Linked DNA regions of Macaca mulatta: region 1 is linked to region 2. The links are chromatin contacts, called in public Hi-C maps. All regions are on one chromosome and are shown on one strand. Each heading gives the region's core, a stretch centred on a gene start, on an enhancer-like site or on the middle of the called end of the contact. The rest is flanking DNA. Distances are from core to core; before and after follow the strand shown. Region 1 overlaps MORN5 (MORN repeat containing 5). Region 2 has its middle 24 kb from the start of PTGS1.

What was found. A called contact is a pair of places that touch in the nucleus more often than the background predicts.
Region 1: a Hi-C map of blood shows a contact between it and region 2, with 8 times the contacts expected there. The contact joins two enhancer-like sites. A contact is called at or near these places in 9 of 14 Hi-C or Micro-C datasets (CD4 T cells, blood, cortical neurons and 5 more).

The regions. Positions count from the first base shown.
Region 1 is chr15:36,071,933-36,075,199 of T2T-MMU8v2.0, forward strand. The region is part of intron 1 of MORN5 (MORN repeat containing 5); the gene reads right to left. NDUFA8 (NADH:ubiquinone oxidoreductase subunit A8) reads left to right here. Exons shown (of 4, transcript XM_077968089.1): 4 at 73-580. The coding sequence ends at 78. Among named protein-coding and RNA genes, the nearest start is that of NDUFA8, 28 kb to the left of the region's middle. Within about 2 kb of position 1,374, at least 6 of the 40 cell types and tissues checked have an H3K27ac peak or open chromatin away from gene starts, as enhancers often do.
Region 2 is chr15:35,848,024-35,850,967 of T2T-MMU8v2.0, forward strand. No RefSeq gene overlaps it. Among named protein-coding and RNA genes, the nearest start is that of PTGS1, 24 kb to the left of the region's middle. Within about 2 kb of position 1,443, at least 7 of the 40 cell types and tissues checked have an H3K27ac peak or open chromatin away from gene starts, as enhancers often do.

The DNA of each region.
Region 1 (3,267 bases), core at 124-2,623, 220 kb after region 2:
GGATTAGGTGGGACCATGGGCATGAAAGCGGCCCGAGGCTAGTGGCAAACGTGGTGCCTCTTCTCTCGCTAGGGGTGACTTTCCCAGCAAAGACTGGAGAGAGATGGAGAAATAGACACTGCAGCATCATGATGAAGAAACTCAAACCCTGGTGGAGCTGGGAGAACAAAGACACTGTCCTGTTTCCAGTCTCTCCAAGAGCATGTGTGAGGCCAGGCCCATCTGTCTGTGGGAGAGGTCTGTGCCATGGTATTGGGCAAACTCACAGGTCACCATAGCCCAGGATTGCAATGTCCCAAAAGCTTGTCTTGATCTAGACTAGGAACCCCAGCCCATGTGAGCAGGATGTGCCCTTAGGGTCATCTGGCTTATCCTCTAATCTAGGGGGCTCAGACATGTCAAGTGACCCCTTGCCCCTTTCCCCTTCCCGCAGGTCACACAGCCAGTTAGGATTGGAACGCAGGCCTCCTGCCTCCAGTCAGGGCTCTTTCTATTGAGGAGGTCCCTGGGATTTAGGAGGCCCCCCCACCTCCCCAGCTCCAGCCTGAGATGAGGGCCAGATTCTTGTCAGGAAGTGGAAGGGAGGCAGGGTCATCTGTGTATGCTGGCAGAGAAAGAACCATCCCAAGCACCATCCTTCCCAGACAGTCTTTTCCCTGGGGCTCCCCAGCAACCCCAGACTTCTCCCACCACCTCCTTCTCTCCACCTCTCTGAACTTAGGCTCTTCTTCTGTCAAATTGACATGAAAAAGCTCACCTCAAGGGCTGTTGCAGACGAACAGATGGGAGAGTGCCCTAAAACTCGGTAAAAGCAATGGATTGTTTTAGACCTTCAGTTTCTATGACAGCATTAACTGAACATCTAATACATGCCACGTTACTGCCCCAGACCCCACAGAGACCCTACAAGAGAGGCATCTCATGGGGGAGGAAACGGAGGCGCAGAGAGAGGAAGGGATCTATCCAAGGCCACACAAGTTCTTATTTGGAACTGGAACTCAGTCCCTGCTTCCAGTCCAGGAGACCCCTCTCCCAAACACCACACCGTTCCAGCCTGGCAGCCCTGCCATCCTGGATGGGAAGAGAGAGGACCAGGGTAGGAAGGGCGGGGGCCAGGGGGTTAAGAGACTCCTCCATGCCTCTTCCCCCCAGCCTCAAATCATAGAGAATGAATCTCCAGGAAGCCCAGCGGGTGGCCGGGTCCCAGCGCTGATTGCAGGAGATGGCAGGAGGGCCCGGCGGTTGCCATGGCGACTTCCTGAATCACAGCGCCTGTTCCCGCTAAGGCTTTAGGAAGTCAGACATACCTGGGCAGCCCCTGCCCCTGACAGGGCCTCTCCAAGGAGGAGGAGCACGCAAGGGAATGTGGCGTGCCTGCTCACAGAGAATCTGCACATGCATGTGAGAGCTATGGCAGTGGCAGGTGTGTAGCTGCAGCATGCACACAGGCCTAGAACATGGAGAGACTCACATGTGTGGGCGCAAACCTGCCCACACATGTGGGTCTCCATGTGACAGTAAGAGGAGCCTTTAGTGTGACACATGTGGCAGTGAGAGGAGCCTTTAAGGGTGAGCACAAGCCTACTGACATAGGAATGTGAGAAGGGCATTCTCGGCAGAGGGAAAGGCAGGGTGGTGCTGGAGAGCATGCCGTGGAGCTGCTGGCAGGAAGATGAGATTGGCAGGGCCAGATCATGGGGACGCTCTGCATACTGGGCTAAGGAGCTTGGACCTTCACCGGGAGGCACTGGGGAGCCAGTGAGGGCTTCGAAGCAGGGAAGTAGCATGGCTGGAGCTGAGATCCCTCCAGCAGCCCATGGAGGATGGGTCAGAGGTCAGCCTGGAGGCAGGGAGGTCAGTGTGGTGCCAATCTTCCTTACCCAGCTCTATTCTTTTTCCTCATTAGCATTTACACCTTCTAACATGTACCATGTACTTGTCTTCAGTTTCTTGTTTATTCTCTGTTTTCCTCACTGGGATGCCAGCTCATGAGAGCTGAGGGGTTTGTCTGCCTCGTTCACTGAAGTATATTAAGGACCAACAAGAGTGCCTGGTACACCGGGGCTCAGTAGATACTTGCTGAGTGAATGGATGAGGCCTGGACTAGAGGAGTGGCCTAAGGGAAGGAGAAAAGTGCAAGGGGAGAGTGAGGTGTGGAAGGCGAGTTGACTGGCCGGGTTAAAGTGGAGGTGTTGGACACACGGCTGAGCCCCCCAGGGACTTCTGAGTTGGTGGCTGTGGCCCTATTCAGGTGCCTTTCTGGTTCAGGAATGAGACCATGGGGTGATTCCAGGATCCAAGAGATAAGCATAAAGGATGGCCTGGTCAGGTCTCAGGAGGTGGGGAGGAATGGGGCAGGACCAGGCCAGATGCAGAAGTGGGGGGAGGATAGGGGAAACTGAGGCAGATGCCCCATCCTGTGCCCTAGGTCTGAGTGCACTGGGAGGGACTGGAACTCAGTCCCTGCTTCCAGTCCAGGGGGCCCCTCTCCCAAACACCACACTGGCAGCCCTGTCATCTGGATGGGAAGTGAGAGGACCAGGGTAGGAAAGGCGGGGGATGGGGGACTGGGATCTGTAGTGTCTTCCAGACCTCTGGTGTCTAATAGAAATGTAGCATAGGCCACAGAGACATGCCACATGTCATCTTACATTTTCTAGTAACACATTAAAAAAGTAGACAGAGGTGGGTGAAGTGAGTTTTAATTACATATTTTACTGAACCCCGTATGTCCACAATATTATTTCAACCCGTTACCAATATAAAAATTAAATGAGATATTTTACATTCCTTTTTTAGAGGGTACGATGTCTTCAAAAACTGTTGTGTATCCTACACTTACAGCAAACCTGAGTTTGGACTTGCCACGTATCACGTGCTCAGTAGCCACATGTGACAGTGGCTGCTGCATTGGACGAGGCAGCCCTAGGACCTGGAACCCACCCACCAGGAATGAGGCACTGGGAGGGGCTGAGTCTGCAGAGGGGCCTCCAGGGCACCAGCTGATTGAGGCTGGGGTTGGGGAGAAGGCAACCACATGGGGTATGGAAAGCCTTTTTCCTCTACTTTTTTTTTTGTCAGTTCACTCGCTCACTCACTCAACAGACTTTTATTGAACACTTACTATGTGTCGGGCGCTATGCTAGGTGCTAGGTCTGGCAAAGTGCATTAGTGTGGAGTAGTAATTCTTATTAGGATACTATTCCTTTCTCATAGATGAGAAAGCTTAGGTTCAGAGAAATTCTGACTTTCTGGAGGTCATGTTGC
Region 2 (2,944 bases), core at 193-2,692:
TGCATCTGATCTCAATTACCCCCGGGTGTAGGGTTCCCCGACTGGGCAGGGACAGGGGTGGAGGGTAGGCCGTTTCTCCATAATCAGAATCTCCTGGCCCAGTGGGTGAAGACACCTCAGGACAGGTCCCCAGAATTTCAGAATGCAGAAGAGGGTTCTCCCCAAAAACAGAGGTCTGGCTGTGTGTGGGTGGAGCCTCTGTTTCACAGCCATTTTGCTGTGTGACCTGGTGCCACTCACTTAACCTCTCTGGGCCCCTGTGGGAACTGTGAAGATTCAACCTTTTCCTTTCCTACCTTTTCCCCCCAAAGAGGCAAGAGGACAATCCAGGCTTAATACTATGGGCTGGGCTGGGCTGCAATGGGTGGGGTTGCTAACTCCTTACTTTTTCCTGACTTGTTTAGATCTTAACCCTTATGCAAATATGTCCCCGCCCAAGATTATGGTGCCAGCATTGTCAGGAGTAATATCTCCCAAACCAGAGCAAGGCCAACGAGCCCCGTTCCTTAACCAGCTTGGGCAAGACACTTTATCTCTCTGGGCCTCAGTTTACTCATGTCCACCTCTAAAAGGGGTGTGAGGATTCAGTAAGCATCAGGTGTGACGCCGGTTCACCCAGTAAGTGATCCTTCCATCAGTTTTTCAATCAACAACCACCATGAAAGTGGCTACGCCTCTAAGCATGGGAGAAAGTCCCTGAGTTGGTAAAAATTTTGCACAATAGGGTTTTTGTGATTGAAGGCCTTGAGCAAGTTTTTCCTCTTCCAGGCCTCAGTTTCCCATCCATAAAAGTGCCTGCAGATAACGTTCCCCTCAGAAGAGGGTGTTTTAGGCCAGAGATGTGGGGCATGGCTCAAGCTACAGTGGTAGGTTTCCTAGCTGGTGAAACCGTTCTCCGAAATCCTGGGTTTCACTGTGCACCTTCTCTTTTCAGGAGACTGTTGGGTTTTTAGCAGGGCAGGAAACTGGACGCGGAGAGTGGAGGGGGCGAGCACGTGGGTCTTCCCTGAGATAGGCTTCCAGCAGACAACGTTTATTTCCCAGGTTCAGGGATGCGGCGAGCCGGGATTCGAACCCGTGCATCGAAGCCAAGGGGCGGAGCCGGGAATGGACACCAGGGTCAGCGGAGCGCGGGGCCGCGCTTCCCCCGGCCGCCCGGGCCGCACCGCGGGCGCTCTTTCTCCTTTTATGTCTTCGCGGGGCCGGGAACTCCCTGCTGGGCCGCGGCCCGCAAACAATGCGCGCTTCCTGCCGGCCCAGCCGGGCCGCGGCCAGCTCACTCCCCGCCCTGCGGCCGCCGGAAAATGACGGCAGCCCGGGGTACAGGGGGTCGCGCCCCGGGAGATTGCCGGGGCAGCCCACCGAGGGCTGCCGGGCGAGGGTGCGAGGTGACCTAGCGATAGCCAGGCGGCAGCGGGCAGGCGACCGTCATGTACTCAGGCGCGCGCACACGCCTTCTGCTGGTCGCACCCCTTGTGACATGCGTGTCTGTGCCATGCACCTAAGTCTCCACTGCACGCTTCACGTGCCCCACACAGCCGCATTGCCTGCGCCGACATCCATGTGTTGCTTCCACACGTGGTGGCTGAGTGGGTGGGCATCTACCAGGGGCCAGGCCCTGTGCCAGGCACTGGGGGTCCAGCGTGAACAAACAGAAAAGCTGGCCAGGCGTGGTAGCGCGCGCCTGTAATCCCAGCTACTCGGGAAGGTGAGGAGGGAGGAGCGCTTGAGCCCATGAGTTACAAGCTGCAGTGGGCTGTAATTGATGGTGGCCAATACAACAAAAACTAAGAGCTTTGGACTTCTGAAGTTTATGCTCTAGTGAGGGAGGAAACAACAGAACATACTAAATTACTGCATTATATGGTATATTAAAAATCGACACTTTCATGGAGAAAAGGGAAGAAGGGACTGTGGTGGGAAATTGGGACTGTTTTAAACAGGGTGGCTATGGATATTTTAACTTAAGGTGACACTGGAGCAAAGATGCACAAAATACGTATCACAAACAGATATATCTCAAAAGTATATACAATATATACCTCCAAGAATATGTATTACACAAACACACTCTGCTTACATCCACATGCCTATAAATACCCCATGCATAAGCACCTCACATACATCTGCACATACTAGACCATATAAATGCATGGTATACAGTATGTACATAGTCTAATATGTTACATGCATACTATATCTGCTACATGCATTTTTTTTTTTTTTTTTTTTTGAGACAGGGTTTCACTCCCATCACCCAGGCTGAAGTGCAGTGGCACAATCTCAGCTCACTGCAACCTCCACCTCCCAGGCTCAAGCAATTCTCTTGCCTTAGCCTCCTGAGTAGCTGGGACTACAGGTGCACACCACCGCACCTAGCTAATTTTTCTATTTTTTGTAGAGAAGGGTTTCGCCATGTTGCCCAGGCTGGTCTTGAACTCCTGGGCTCAAGTGATCCACCTGCCTCAGTCTTCCAAAGTGCTGGGATTACAGGCATAAGCCACCACCTGGCCTACATCTGATCTCTCTCTATGGCATCTGTATCTATAATATGTATCACTTCTATGCACACAGGTGTCCTACTGTGTGCCATGTGCACATTTATGCCCATGCCTGCAGCTTAGATGTATACATATGCAGACCCCAGGTAGACCATATGTGTATCACACCCCTCAAGTATGTGCTTGTCTAATTTCATAAGCCACATATCGATACAGTACATCCAAAGACATCATAAGACATGGATTTACATGCCTTGTGTTCATCATGTAAAATATATCATATATTCATATACCCAAATACATGTGTCATAAACCTTGTGTAAATGTATGTCTATACACACCACACAAACACACCTACACATCTGTCTCTCACAAATATACTACATACCCATTTCCCAAACATTCTTGTAGCTGTTCTATGTGTCCCATATCTACATGCAAAT